Linked DNA regions of Mus musculus: region 1 is linked to region 2. Evidence: chromatin contacts called from public Hi-C data. All regions are on one chromosome and are shown on one strand. The core of a region is the stretch at or near the end of the contact, and the rest is flanking DNA. Distances in the headings are between cores, read along the strand shown. Region 1 overlaps Rgsl1 (regulator of G-protein signaling like 1). Region 2 overlaps Npl (N-acetylneuraminate pyruvate lyase).

Evidence for each region. A called contact is a pair of places that touch in the nucleus more often than the background predicts.
Region 1: a contact with region 2 is called in a Hi-C map of bone marrow-derived macrophages, with 20 read pairs. The contact joins two enhancer-like sites. A contact is called at or near these places in 5 of 39 promoter capture datasets (the C10 cell line, cranial neural crest, embryonic stem cells and 2 more), 6 of 484 Hi-C or Micro-C datasets (the 63-12 cell line, CD8 T cells, the STO cell line and 3 more), 11 of 115 datasets of contacts at active chromatin or transcription factors (the 230-238 cell line, bone marrow-derived macrophages, craniofacial prominence and 5 more) and 4 of 9 other capture datasets (adipose tissue, liver, macrophages and 1 more).

The regions. Positions count from the first base shown.
Region 1 is chr1:153,799,508-153,806,833 of GRCm38.p6, forward strand. It overlaps Rgsl1 (regulator of G-protein signaling like 1), which reads right to left. Exons shown (of 22, transcript NM_001368270.1): 13 at 5,103-5,220; 14 at 4,507-4,621; 15 at 2,729-2,858; 16 at 287-461. All of the region lies in intron 1 of Gm41974 (a long non-coding RNA gene), which reads left to right. Among named protein-coding and RNA genes, the nearest start is that of Gm41974, 17 kb to the left of the region's middle. Within about 2 kb of position 4,219, at least 55 of the 459 cell types and tissues checked have an H3K27ac peak or open chromatin away from gene starts, as enhancers often do. A contact at or near this core is called in adipose tissue, bone marrow-derived macrophages and microglia, where this site is marked.
Region 2 is chr1:153,529,190-153,536,720 of GRCm38.p6, forward strand. Npl (N-acetylneuraminate pyruvate lyase) reads right to left here. Exons shown (of 12, transcript NM_028749.1): 4 at 6,683-6,770. Among named protein-coding and RNA genes, the nearest start is that of Npl, 17 kb to the right of the region's middle. Within about 2 kb of position 2,917, at least 148 of the 459 cell types and tissues checked have an H3K27ac peak or open chromatin away from gene starts, as enhancers often do. A contact at or near this core is called in adipose tissue, bone marrow-derived macrophages and microglia, where this site is marked.

The sequences.
Region 1 (7,326 bases), core at 2,969-5,468, 270 kb after region 2:
GTGTGTAGGTCAGAGATCAATGTCTGGTGACTCCCTCAGTCAACTTCTGCCTTAGTTTTTGATGCAGTGTCTCATCGAGCCTGGAGCTCCCCTTGGGTGAGGGTGCTTAGCTAGCCCCAGGAATGCTCTGGTCTCTGTCTTCTCCATGCTAGAATCCAAGATGAGCAGTTTCCTCCCACCCCATCCCCTGAGGACCTTAGGTCCTCATGCTTGGGAGGCCTCCCCACCTCCTACTGGCAAGTTTTAAGTGTGAAGGCTGCAAGAGGGAAGAAAGATGGGAACTTACCTCTCCATTTCAGAAAATAAATACATATCGTTAACGGCAAAGTTGATCGTGATAATTCTGTGGCCAAATATCCGGCGTTTTACAAGGACCGTGTCTCCATTTTCCTGTTCTGCGTTCCGGGCACTAAGGTTTACTGGGGTATGACGTGCAGATGTGGCGGGTGATGTAGAGAAATCTAACAGAGAAACAACAAGGAATTACAGTCTGCTTTGATGAAGTTTCTTTCAGGTCCTAAACTTTGACCTTGGGCTTCACCACCCTCTGTGCACTCATGTTTTGTATCCAGTGAAAGTGCCACAACCTATGTGTACTGCAGCCTCTCACTCAGATGTGCATAACTGCTGAAGAAGGCCCCTGCTCAGGTGTGTGATGATATTCAATCAAGAGATAGTTAAACAACTAATTAATTACAAGAGCGATTGAATGTTGAAGGATGTTCTCATGGCACCTGCCAAATAGAGACAATCATGTCTGGAGCCATGGTAATCCATTAGGTTTCCTGCAGAGACCATAAAAACTGCCCATGAAGACTCAGCTTTTCAGATGGGACTGTGGTGCTGATCAACAGTCACTCAAGGTTTATCTGGGAGGAATCGAGGTTTATCATCTAGGAGGAAATCTGAAACCAAAGTGAAGGAGAATAGAAAGCTAATCTAGAGAATGGAAGTTCTCAAAAGCTCTTGGGGGGGCACTGAGATGGATGGATGGGGGTTAGACATATTAGAGGGTTGTTCATACCAACAGCATGGTGGGAACTCTGAGCAGCACCAGGCCACCTTGCCACAGGCAAATAGCATGTGGTAGGGCACTTTAAGGATAGTTATGGTTAGAGTTTTTAGAATACATCGTGGTCTCTGTTGGTGAGACTGTGGAGAATCAGACCCTGACTGATAGCCTCAGTAGAAGTGTAAATTAGTGCACTAGTTCTGGAGACTTCAAATTGAACAACAACAACATGAGGGCGTTTGTTCTTTTCCCATAGAAACTTAGTACATTTGAGTGAATGTTAGAATAACTCACAAGTCCAGAGAGACATGAGCTGTCATTGCCCGTTTCTTCCTCGTCACCTCAGGAACTTTCCTGGCTCATCTCTAGTCCAAGCATCCTGTTTGAAATTTCTAGATTGCACCACCCACTCTCTTGGTTTAGGGGTCCGTGCACACCCTTTTCTCTCCCACTGCACCTGCTTCATTTGTTCACTCCTGAAAACTCAACTTCAGGCCATTCTGGGGGAAAATTTCATCCCTGTCCATTGCCAGTGCTAACTAGGGTCTGTCGGCAAGCATTATTGAAATCACTCATCACACATACATAGTAATAACAATGGACTGGTTAAAAACTATTCTGTCACGAAGCATCGCTAAAGCATAGCTCAAAGATGCTCAAGCTGTCACCCCTCTTAGCTTCACAACAACCCAGTGAGGTAAGACTAGTTATTATTCCCATTCTATGAATGAAGAAATGGAGGCACGAGTCATTCATTCAAGTACAAGTGGTAGACACGATCTGTTATCTGTGGCTTACAGTTTCTGTAGGAAAACTCTAGATCATAAGGGTAGAGCATAGTTTTTATTTTTACCACTGAAGTCTCAGCACCTGCTGAAGCGCATACCCTAAAGCATTCTCGGTAATGGCCATGAATGAATTAATGAAGCAGTTGAATAAGTCTATAGAGTGGACACTTTATGCCAGTCGAAAACTTGGCAGATGGATGTGCACTGACAGAAAAGGATGTTCAATCTAAAATGGTAAGGAAAATGGTAAATTATAAATGAAAAATGTGGAGATTTTATATAGATATATAGAGAGACACAGATATGTGTGTATGCATATATGTTCAGAATGTAGGCTTCAAAGCATTGGCGGTGTTCTGAAGACTGTGTCCTACATGTTCTTGTAATTTTGTTACCTCTTTATTAATAGCATATACTGATTATTATATATATGATATAGCAAGAAAAAATTAAAGATATTTTTAGAGACCACAGTAAACAACGTAAAGAAACCATTTCACAAAAAGTGAATCCTCTTTGGTAAGATGGCCATGCCATAGTGAATGGCTTCATGCCCATAAATATATGAGCAGCAGGAACTGGATATGATGAGTTGTAAAAACACAAAACAAACACATGACGTTGGAGTGGGGTAGAGAGGCAGAGAGTGTATCTGAGAGGAATTAACAAGAAGCTAATGATCAAAATATATTGTACACATGTATACATTTTTCAAATAATTAATAAAAATATCATATATTTAAAATGTGAGGCGCCAGAGTGCCCTTGCTATTTCCCACACTTGCTGGCTCTTTGAGAAGCACCTCTATCCAGGCAGGCCTTGAAAAGTCTGGTCATCCAGGCTCACTGTGGCTGATGCTGGCCTGGCACGAAGCAAGTAGCTAGAGTTCTCATGTGGACTGCCCACCATGTCCGGGAAGTGACTCACTCTCTTTGTTGTTGAACATTTCCAGGTAGATGAAATCTGCCAGCTCTTGGCGATTGTTGGCATCAGCTATGAATCTGCGGTAGTTGCAAAAACTCTTGATGAAGGCGATCATTTTTATCCATCCCCTTTTCTGCAGAAGGAAGAGGGTGTCCCTTAGCATGGCTATTGTTCACAAAGAACCTTCTCTGTGTGTGCCACAAACCTGATCTCTGTTACGCTGGAAATACTCACTTCTATAAAAGGATGCTTTTGAGCTCCCATTTTGAGGGTGAGGGAACCCAAGTCAGTCTGCCTCAGACTAAGGAATTGACAAGTAGAGGAGTCTGGCTCCAATCACGGAGCCTGTGCTCAAACTCCTTCTACCACACACCCTTCCAGAAGCCGGGAAGGTCAGTATTCAAAAAAAGGGAAGCAACAGAGAACAAGTTGCTGCTTACCAGGAGGAAATGATGGCTCGGCAGATCTTAAAGTGTTAAAGAAATAGAGAAAGGTATAAACCCATTTCTCATCATTATGAAAACTTTAAAGTACCCATTCCCCCACTTGGGCTTCTTACTTTGTACAAGCAAACACATTCTGTTCTACATTCCTTTAATAGGAACTGGGCTCATATCAAAAATTTTGATAAGTCGAGCCAAAACCTCTCTTTTTGCTGAGATTGCTCCATCCTTGGAGGGGGACGGCCTGTGCAAACACGGCTTTAGAGAGACAGCGGTGAAGGACTAAACGCAGTGGATTTGAGAGCTGGAAACTTTTCGGGTAGACTCTACCTTCTCCATAGAGGTGTAATTTGGGTCAATTTACTTGTGTCTCTGTGTAAGACACAAACAACAGCCTCCAGGGTTGTGGTTTAGGGGCTTTTGGATGTGTGTAACAAAGTGTGTAACTCACAGCAGGCAGCGACAACATTCTGGTTTCCTTTTGTCTGACCGGGGAAAGCTGAAATTACTACAAAGCTCGATGATTCAGCAAACACACTCTTGCAAGCATCCCACCATGCAGATTTGGCTCATATACAGAGAGTGGAGAGAGAAAAACCCAGCACATTTTCATGTACACAGTATTGGGCTTAAATCTCATCTTCAGATATATTTTAACCTGATCATTGGAATCCGGTAGAATTGGGCTCAATCTTCTCTACCTAAATGACTCACACTGAATATGAGGTTCTTTAAAGGAGTATCTTTGCTTTTTCAAACCCCATGGAAAGACTTCCCTGTGCACTGCTCCTGTCTCTTCTCCCTTAAGGATAAGAGGGGCAATTGGGTTTAGGAGGAGAAACATGCGTACTCGCTGCCAGCTGCTGCCATTGTCTTTCTGGTATTTCCTGGTCGGTGGGACACATGTTCCAGGCCCACCCTTTGTCATACTGCAAGGTGAGGCTTATGTTGCCAGTGTTTGGATGTGTAGCCCAGGCTGATCAGTCTAATCTTTGTGCAGAAAGATTAGCAAAAACCACATGACGGTCAGTTTCACATCCTTAAAATAAGCACGAGCCGCAGATACTCTCACAGTGTCATCTCCGGAGATCTTGTGCCTTTCGCTTAGCTGGGGCCAGAGAGAGGCAGATCAGGAAGGGACTTCCCAGTACGTTTCTCTGAGCCTCAGATTATCCTTTTGTAAAATGGGGCTTAAAACACAACTCACACAGCGAAGAGTAATCCTTTCTTTCAGTAATATATCAAGGGGCCTAACAGGGACAATCTTTTGTACAGCCGATAGTGCCTGGACAATGGCTTTCCTGCCTGTAATGTCCTCCCCTCTTCCCTCTCACTGACCTGGGAGTCGTGTAGGTGTGTTGTTGACTTTGAGGGCTTCCTAGGGACGGCCTGTGCTTCAACAAACTCAAACTCCACAGATCGTGGTGGAAACAAGTCTTGGTATTCCTTAAACCTACCAGAAAGGCGACAGAGAGTATTAAAGAAGATAAAACCACGGTGCATGAAACATAACAAGGCCTTTTCCATGTCAGCTCCTGCAGGAGTTACAGTGGGAAGTGTGGGATACTCAAAAGCTCTCCTCTGACTATCTCAATTTTATCTAAAGTCAGCCTATCTGTGCTTCTCAGCGCTGTATTCTTCCTCATTCTCCCCCTCTCTCTGTATGTGTGTTGTATATATGCATTTATGTATATGTGCCTGTGTATATTTTATATATGTGTGTATGTTTGAGTGTGTGTATATGTGTAAGTGAGTGTGTGTATGTGTGTGTTGCAAACACAGGCAGGCAGGAGATTTCAAAGTAAGTTTGGTGTTTCTTTTGTAGGACAGCTCTAGCAGTACACTATGAGGTCTGGGAGATCTTTGCTTAATGTGGCTTTTCAAAGCTAGGAAGCAACCCCAGAGGGAACCCCACCTTCTCTGAACATGCTCACCATTTTTCTTCCACAGATTTCATGACATAACCCTGGAGCATCAGCAACGTGGTGGTGGTGATGTGACGCACATTAGCAATTTCTTTGATAAAGGGAGCATCACACTGCAGTATTTCCTCTAAAGAATGAGAGAAAGGGAGGGAGGGAGGGAGGGAGGGAGGGAGGGAGGGAGGGAGGGAGGGAGGAATAGAGGGAGGGAGGGGGAAAGGAGAGTCATTTCTGTCCATAGTTTGGTGGTTTCATGAGAAAGGCTCATGACTCTGGTATTATTCTGGCCTCACTGAGCCTTCTACAATTTGCAAGTCTCCAAAGATTATTTTATATGTTATGGGAAACTATTTTTTGTAGACAAAACACTATCTTTCTTAGTCCCATTTCAAAGATGAAAGCTTGAAAGAAAATAAAGTTAAAATAAAATTTGAATTCATTTCTGTAGCTGGGGTGAAGTTTTCCAGTTTAGAGAGAGGCTTAGGGGGAAAGGAACAAAGCGAACTCTTCAGGTACAGAAGGAGAGCCCAAGATGCGACAGTCACTGTGGAGCGCACCACGATGCTCCGTGTCCAGAGACAATAGGACTGTTAATGAGCTTGAGCATGCGCTTCGGAGTATCTGGGCACTCCTTTCTCTCTGAGACCTTCCAGAATGATGCATAGAACTCATCTTAAAATTCAGCAAACAAGTATTTCTTATATGTGCCAATGCATAATAATAAAGATACCTCTTGCATTCTAAAAGACAGGAACTTTGGGTGGGCCTCATCGTCAGAGTTCAAAATGTACCCCAAGGTCACTTTAGGCTTAGGACTACTACTGCAGTCTACTTAACCTGCCTTTAAGAGAACAATGTAACAACTGACCCTCCTTGCCTTAGATTTCTCAGGTAATTAATCTTTACAACTGATGCAAATCTTAAATTATGTCCCAAGGTGAGTGTATGTGTGCATGTATGTTATGATAATCATTTGCTGAGGACAGAAGATAGGACCAAACTAGCTTCATAAAATGAATGTGCACAAAAAAAATGTTGGAGCAATGTATGGATATCGCTTGATGGCATTGGTTTGATTGGTATCTGGGTCAGCTGGAATAATCTGGAATCAGTGGCTTCACCCCTTATAAGACTCTGTTAAGGATTTCTGTAAAGTGCCCCATTCCTTCTTCATATTGTGCTTTCTGTGCTGTTCAATAAGAAAGCAGAACCCTCTGCCATGGACATACACAGGAACACACAAACACAGGGACAGGTTCACAAGACAGCATTCAGGCAGGCGCAGATTCAGACTCATACCATGGACAGAAGATGATGGAAGACTGTCAGAAGCCATTTAGGAGAGGCTAAGACTAGTGGGTGACTTTCCTGAAATGTCCATCATTTTGCATAGATGGTGGTGGATAAGCTCTGGAGGCAAGGCCCTAAGACACAAATCTCAGGAATGATTCTTGCTATTGATATGTCCTCCCTGTCATTATTAAATTAATATAGCAATCCCTGGGTGTTAGCCCACCCTACCGGGCAGATTTTCTGCAGATCAAAGAAGATGCACTATCTTGTAGTGATGCTATATAGAGAAATAGATGATTTCTTAATTCCTAATGATTCTATAAGAATTCCTAAATTTATACTAATAACTATTGAGCCCTTTATAATAGGGTTGCAATTAAAGTCCTCTATGATATGAAAACTGCTATTAGAACTCTGCCAGTCTTCACATATCACAAGTTAATTGCACTAGATGGAAAGCAGGCAAAAAGATTTACAATTTAGGAATGAATACATTCCTTTAGGCCATAAAACCATTAACTAAAGATTGTAAAAGGAATGAATGATATATTGTAGTTGCAAGGACAAAAGATAAAATATTGACTGGGTTTATCTATACAAAAGTTCGATGTTAATGTATACATAAGAACTATAGTTTAGACTGTCAATGAACCTGTGGAGCTAGCTGTGGGACTTAGCTCCTGGCAGGAGACACAGGACAAGTAGAAATTCAAATCTGGGCTCCCTCTTGTTTAAGGCACATCAAGGGGAAGTGCTTTGTAACTTCTTATAATTGCATTAATGTGATATCAATGCAATATTTGTGAATCTGAGTTTATTATTAATGCATTCGAATTGGACCTACAAACTCGCATGCTGAGCTGGGGCATTTCTGTACATCCCAGGACATGGCAGGCAGATGCTGGAAGCTTGAGAGTTTAAGGCCAGTCTGGGCTACATAGAC
Region 2 (7,531 bases), core at 1,667-4,166:
TCTCAAAATAAAAAATGCAAAAGGGCTACAGATATTTGAGATCTATCTCAGTGGCAGAGCACTACCCTAACACGTAGGAAGCAGCTCTGAATTTAATCCCTAGTATTACCACTTTAAGAAGTGCATAAAGATATTTCTCTGTTTTCATACAGGAAGTAAACTGGCTACTTTTCAAAGTTATTTTAGGGCTGGAGAGGTGGCTCTGCAGTGAAGAGCACTGGCTGTTCTCAGGGGGGTCCTGGTTTGATTCTCAGCACCCATGCCGTGGCTTACAACCTTCCAACAGGCCAGTGTGTGTGGAGGAGGGGTGGGGGGATTGTGCTGTGGGCAAAAGCCTTCCCTGCTGAGCCATTTCCTCTACCCCTAAGTTATTTTATTATTTATTTATTTTTGGGATAGGTTCTTTCTATTATGTAGTTCTGGAGCTTATTATGATGGGATTAAAGGGGTACACCACTGCCCAGAACTCAGGAGGCAAAGACAGGCAGATTTCTGAGTCCGAGGCCAGCGTGAGGTCTACAGAGTGAGTTCCAGGACAGCCAGGGCTGTACAGAGAAACCCTGTCTCGAAAAAAGACAAAACAAAAAAAACCAAAAAAACAAACAAACAAACAAAAACAACCCAAAAACAAACCCCCCAAAAAACCCAAAAGAAAAAAAAAAAAGGAGGGGTGTGTATACAACATCATACTCAGCCCTCCCAATTCACAAAATCTTATTTGTTCCTGGTGTTGTCTGTTGGTACTTAGTCTGGACTCCACCCTCACAGTTACCTGGCAACAGTCAGGTAGGCCTGGCCCACTATAAAAGGGGCTGCTAGCCCCCTCCTCTTTCTCTTGCTTCTCTCCCTTGCCTCTTGCCCCCTTGTTCTTCCTCTCTTCCCATTCCCTTTTCCCCTCTCTCCACATGGCCATGGTCGACTTCTACTTCTCTCTACTCTTACCCTCTCTCTGCCTCTACTACCCTCTTAGCTCCCCTCCCCATGCCCTGAATAAACTCTATACTATACTATACCATTGTGTGGCTGGTCTCTCAGGGGATAGGGATGCCTTGGCATGGGCGCCCCCGAGGCACCTCTTCCCCTCATACCTCACCACACCCCTATAGAACATATCTTAATACCTCTCTATCTTTTTATAATCATAAAATTGACTACCTGATCAAAAGCACTTGGGAAAAAAAAATATATGGTCTATCTACAGGTCACACACTTTCTATATACAAGTCCATGTGTTAGCATTTCTTCTAGACTCCGCCCTACAGTTACCTGGCAACAGCCAGGTGTGCCTGACTTACTATAAAAGGGGCTGCTTGCCCCCCTCCTCACTCTCCTCTCTTGCTCTCCTATCCTCTTCCCATTTTGTCCCTTTTCTCCGCCCTCCTTCTCCCCCATCTCTCTTCACCTGTTCATGGCCAGCCTCTACTCTCTCTCTCTCTTTCTCTCTCTCTCCCCCTTTCTCTAACTCTACTACATCCCCAACTCCCCTCCCCATGCCCTAAATAAATTCTATTCTATACTATACCATCGTGTGGCAGGTCCCTCAGGGGAAAGGGATGCCTCAGCATGGCCTGCAGAGTCCCCTTCCCCCACATAGTACCAAACCTCCAAACATATCCCTGGCATCCTTTTCTTTTTTATAAAACACAACAGCATGCAGAAAGGAAAATTTTGTAAAAGACCACAGCAAGGCAGTTCTTTCAGAATCCAAATGTACATAGGCTTTCTTCAAAACATCTGGAGATAGAACTCTTCTACTCAAGAGCTTCATCTAAAGTAAAAGATATAGCAGGAAATGTGGATTCGAGGGCTGAGCCAGATCACCGGGTCCTGACTGGCATTAAAGGGAGTGTGCTCAGTTCCCAGGACATGCAGGACTCTGCAGCTAAGAACATGAGCTCCGTTTACCAAGAACATAACATGGGATGGGACAGATGGCTCAGTGGTTATGAGCACTGGCTTGTTCTTTCAGGACCTGGGTTCAATTCCAAGCACTAACATGGTGGCTTACAATTGTCTGTAACGCAAGTGTTTTAATAAAAAAAGAAAAAGAAGCCAGGGACATGTTTGGAAGAGGCATGAACTTGTATGGTGCATGGGAAGGGGGTACCTCTGCTCGCCCATGCTGAGGCATCCCTTCCCTCTGAGGTACAGTCACAGGAAGGTATAGAATAGAAAAGAGAGCCGGGCCGGGTGTGGTGGCGCGCACGCCTTTAATCCCAGCACTCGGGAGGCAGAGGCAGGCGGATTTCTGAGTTCGAGGCCAGCCTGGTCTACAAAGTGAGTTCCAGGACAGCCAGGGCTATAGAGAGAAACCCTGTCTCCAAAAACCAAAAAGAGTTTATTTAGGGCATGGGGATGGGAGTTGAGGAGGTAGAAGAGATGGAGAAAGACAAAGAGAGTAGAGACTGACCTTGAACACATGGAAAGAGGAGGGGAGAGGGGGGATAGAGGGGGACGAGAGGAAGAGAATAAGAGAAGAGGAGCAAGAGAAGAGAGTGAGGAGAGGGCCAGCAGTCCCCTTTATAAGGAGTCAGGCACATCTGGCTGTTGCCAGGTAACTGTAGGGCGGAACCTAGAAGAAATGCTAACAAATCTGACATCTTTTTCTGGCCTTTGTAGACAGCAAGCACACTTGTGGTACACCTACATACTGTCCCGGTTTCAGACCCGGGACAAGCAGCTGAGATGTGTATTTAACATACCAAAGCCGACCTGGCCTCCAGGTTCTTCCAGCATCCCTCAGTTCCTACCTCTTACAGGGCATGGGCACAGCCTGCCCTCTACCCTGAACTTTCCAGCCCAAGAGCTGGGCTTCCTATCATCCAGACATTTTGGTTCTCTCCTCCCCACCTCTCTCTGCATCTCTCTCTCTTCTCTCTCTGCATACATGCTTTCTCTCTTTTTCTTCCGCTCTGTCTCGCTCTCCATGGCAACTGCACTGACCCCCTTCCTTTGTGGCTGGTGAAGAGCTACTCCCCAGTAAACCTGCCTTTCTACCTTAATTTGGTTTGCATTCGCTCATTTCGTTGGCGCAGATAACTTACCACATACACTCATACAATAAAACGAATAAATAATAAAAGTATTCATAAAAAGAAAAGTGACAAGGGGGGGGCAAACTCCAGAGGAAAAGAATACAGAAAGAGGAATCCTCTGTAGGAAGAGAAAAAGCTGACCTCAGCTTCCCGGAGGAGCTGCAGCTGCGTGGCAGCAGGGCAGGACTTCCCGCCCTCCATCAAACAAAGGAAACCTCAGCCCTGCTTCTGCATTTCGCGGCCTCACAGCTCCCCTCACAGCTCCCCTCACAGCTCCCTCACAGCTCCCCTCACAGCTCCCCTCACAGCTCCCTCACAGCTCCCCTCACAGCTCCCCTCACAGCTCCCCTCACAGCTCCCCTTCCCCAGCTCGAATCCACCTTTGCACTGCTGCAGAACCACTCCCGCCCCAGGACTGAATGAAAGAGAAACTTCACGGAAAGACAGTAAGCTTGTACTGCAGGAGCCTACAGACAGACAAAGTTGAACTAAAGACATAAGAGCAACATGGCAGAGGGAGGAAGGGGGACGGACTTTGACATTAGTTAGCATGCCTAAGTCTAAAGAATAGAGCAGTCTGGAGAAAGCAAGCAACGTGGTACGCACACCTTTAATCTCAGCATCAGAGGCAGGTGAGTCTCTGAGTTCAAGCAAGCCTTGTCTATATAGTGAGATAGTCAGACCTATGTCAAAAGATCCTGTCTCAAAAAATAAAAATAAAAAATAAAATAAAAATACTAGGGCATTAGTTCCTGTCACACTGCACCTGCTATCCCAACATTTGGGTGGTGGAGACAGGAGGATCAAAAGTTCAAGGTCAGCCTAAGTTACTTAAGACCCAGTTTCAAGGACATCAAAACAAGCTGGGCGTGGTGGCACACGCCTTTAATCCCAACACTGAGGCAGAGGCAGGCGGATTTCTGAGTTCAAGGCCAGCCTGGTCTACAAAGTGAGTTCCAGGACAGCCAGGGCTATACAGAGAAACCCTGTCTAGAAAAACCAAAACCAAAAAAAAAAAAAAAAAAATCAAGGTCATCTTTGGTTACATAATGAGTTGAACCAGGCCAGCCAGGTTAACAAAAGTCTCTCCCTTAGGGGAAAATAAAAGAGTTTGGAGGGATGAGTCAATGGGTAAAGGAGCCTTGCTGAGAAGTCTAAGGATCAGAGTTCTATCCCCAGGACCCACTCGATGAAAAGACCTGACTCTTTCAAGCTGTCCTCTGACCTTCACACACACTCTCTCTTTTTTAAATTTATTTTTATTTGTGGGAGGGGTGGTGGTTTCAAGACAGGTTTCTCTGTGTATCCCTGGCTGTCCTGGAGCTCACTCTGTAGACCAGGCTGGCCTCAAACTCAGAAGCTCACACTCTCAAACATCATGATGGTGATGATAATAATAATCATAATGATAATAAAGGAACTTGGCAGGTGATTCAGCCTGCTTCAGTTCGAAAACAAACCACGGGGCAGTAGTGGCGCACACTTTTAGTTCCAACACTCCAAGGCAGAGGCAGGTGGAGCTCTGAGTTCGAGGCCAGCCTGGTCTACAGAGCAAGTTCTAGGACAGCCAGGGGGGTACAGTGAAACCCTGCTTCAAAAAAATCAAAACTTAAACCAAATCAAAATGATACCAAAAACCCAAACCACCCAAAATAGACAAATAAAAATAAACAAACATAGTAAGAAAAAAAGTCTACCTAACATCGCTCTGGCAAGCTGTGCTAGCATCCCACCATTGGGGATGAAGAAGCCTCCCCATGTAGACACCAGCTTTGGGCTCCTCCAATCCACACTTAGCTATATAGGAAGGGGGGGGGGGCTTGCTCAGCTGTTACTACTAACCGACAATATCTTGTCTCTATCTGAATACTTCCAACCACGTCTTTGTCTCCGTGTATACTTAATCAGACCTGGGAAGTGTTGGATTTTACAACCTGCTTCTCAATTGGATGGAAAGAAGACTGAGGGCAAAGACGTTGCTCCAGCTCCCCGGTGTGATGCATTGGGGAGCTGGCTAGTTTTATGTCAATCTGACACAAGGTAGGGTCATCTGGAAAAAAGGAATCCTAATGAGAAAATACCTCCATAGATTGGCCTGTAGGCAAGTCTTCAGGCCCTAGAATCAAAGGCAGTGGTTCTCAGCCTGACAGGAGTCACATAGCAGATAATTAACATTATGATTTATAACAGTAGCAAAATTACAATTAGGAAGTAGCAACACTGAAGGAGTTACAGAGACAAAACTTGGAAGTGTGACGAAAGGATGGACCATCTAGTGATTGCCATATCCAGAGATCCATCCCATGATCAGCTTCCAAACGCTGACACCATTGCATACACTAGCAAGATTTTGCTGAAAGGACCCAGCTATAGCTGTCTCTTGTGAGACTATGCCAGGGCCTAGCAAACACAGAAGTGGATGCTCACAGTCAGCTATTGAATGGATCACAGGGCCCCCAATCGAGGAGCTAGAGAAAGCACCCAAGGAGCTAAAGGGAACTGCAACCCTGTAGGTGCAAACAACATTATGAACTAACCAGTACCCCGGAGGTCTTGACTCTAGCTGCATATGTATCAAAAGATGGCCTAATAGGCCATCACTTGAAAGAGAGGCCCATTGGACTTGCAAACTTTATATGCCCCAGTACAGGTGAATGCCAGGGCCAAAAAGGGGGAGTGGGTGGGTAGGGGAGTGGGGGTGGGTGGGTATGGGGGACTTTTGGTATAGCATTGGAAATGTAAATGAGCTAAATACCTAATAAAAAAATGGAAAAAAAGGAAGTAGCAACACAAGTAATTTTATGGTTGGGGGGGCGTCCCCACACCTAGAACTGTATTAAAGGGTCACAGCATTAGGAAGGCTGAGAACCACTGGTCTAGGGGAATTTTCTTGATGTGAGATTGCTGTGGGAGGGCTTAGCATAGGCAGAGGGTTCTAGGGCGTATAAGAAAATAACAACCTCAATGGTGGTGGCACACATCTTTAGTCCTAGCAGCACTCGGGGAGCAGAGGCAGGCAGATCTCTGTGAGTTCCAGACCAGCCTGGTCTACAGAGAATTGCAGTACAGCCAGGGTACACAGAGAAACCCTGTCTCAAAAAACCAAAAATCCATAAAATAAACTATAAAAATAAAATAAAAACAAACTGATCAAGCCACAAGGAACAAGCCAGTAAGTCCCCCTCCTCCACTGCCTGAGTTAGCGCCCACCTTTGGGTTCCTGTTCTATTTGAGTTCCTGCTCTGCCTCCCCTTAGTGATGAACTATGATGTGGCAGTATAAGCTAGATAAACCCTTTCCCTCCAAGCTGCTTAGCTCAACTCATGGTGTGCCATCATAGCAACAGAAGCCCTAACTAAGACAGGAATAATACACACAACAGCAGGTCACCCTCTTGTTCTCCTCCTTTAGTCCAAGGACGGGAAACCCTGAGGCCTTGGCCTCACAGGCAGATCAGAGTGGTTTCTGAGTAAGAGCTGGGGTGTTTTGTGGTCCGGCTGCCCTTCCCCAGAGACAGGGAAGGAGCGTCCTTGCCATGTGTGGGAGGCTCAGAGCTCCAGCTCCTGTCCCCCCTCAGCTGACTGGGACAGTGGGAGGAGCCTTGCTGGCACAGATCTTGAGTGGGTCACTCACTCAGTCATACTCACTTGTTCCTCCCTTGGTTAACCCATTCCTCCGCGACCTGGCGACGTTCAGAGACGCTCAGGGACAGGCCTTCTCCTGTGGTGCCATTCACTGTTTCAAACAAAGAGTCAGTCAGTGGGACCCGGCAATGCTTTTTATTCTGTCAATCCTAAGTCTGGAAGGACTGGGTCTGAAACCCCTGCGTGAGAGGAAGGGAGAAGAATAAACAGAGAAGGAGCCCAGAGGGAGACAGGCGCTTGTCCATTTTAAAATTCAGACTTGGTCCTTTTTCTACCTTCATCTAGTAAAAAGACAGCGAGGAGGTCAACTGTGACTTCGGTTAGAAATTGCTCCTAGCCATTAGGGACAGATGGGAATAAAAAAAAAGATTTATTATTTTTATTTCTGTGTGTCTGTGTGCACGTATGTGCCTTTGCAAAAGTGGCAAGAGTCTTAACCACTGAGCCACCTCTCTGGTCCAGCGATGTATGTATGTATGTATGTATGTATGTATGTATGTATGTATGTATGTATGTTTTTCGAGACAGGATTTCTCTGTGTAGCCCTGGCTGTTCTCAAACTCAGAAATCCGCCTGCCTCTGCCTCCCAAATGCTGGGATGTGCGCCACCACTCCCGGCTCGATTTTTTTTTTTAAAGGCAGAGTGTTATACTGTTTCCAGGCTGGCCTTATGATCCTCCTGCCTTAGCTGGGATTATAGGTGCATGCTACCATAACAGTTTAACTTGTATGTATGTATGTATGTATGTATGTATGTATGTATGTATGTATGTATGTATGTAATTACTTTTTAATCCTTGTAAATTTATTTTTTCCTTTATTTACTCTTCTCTCATATGATACACCCTAATC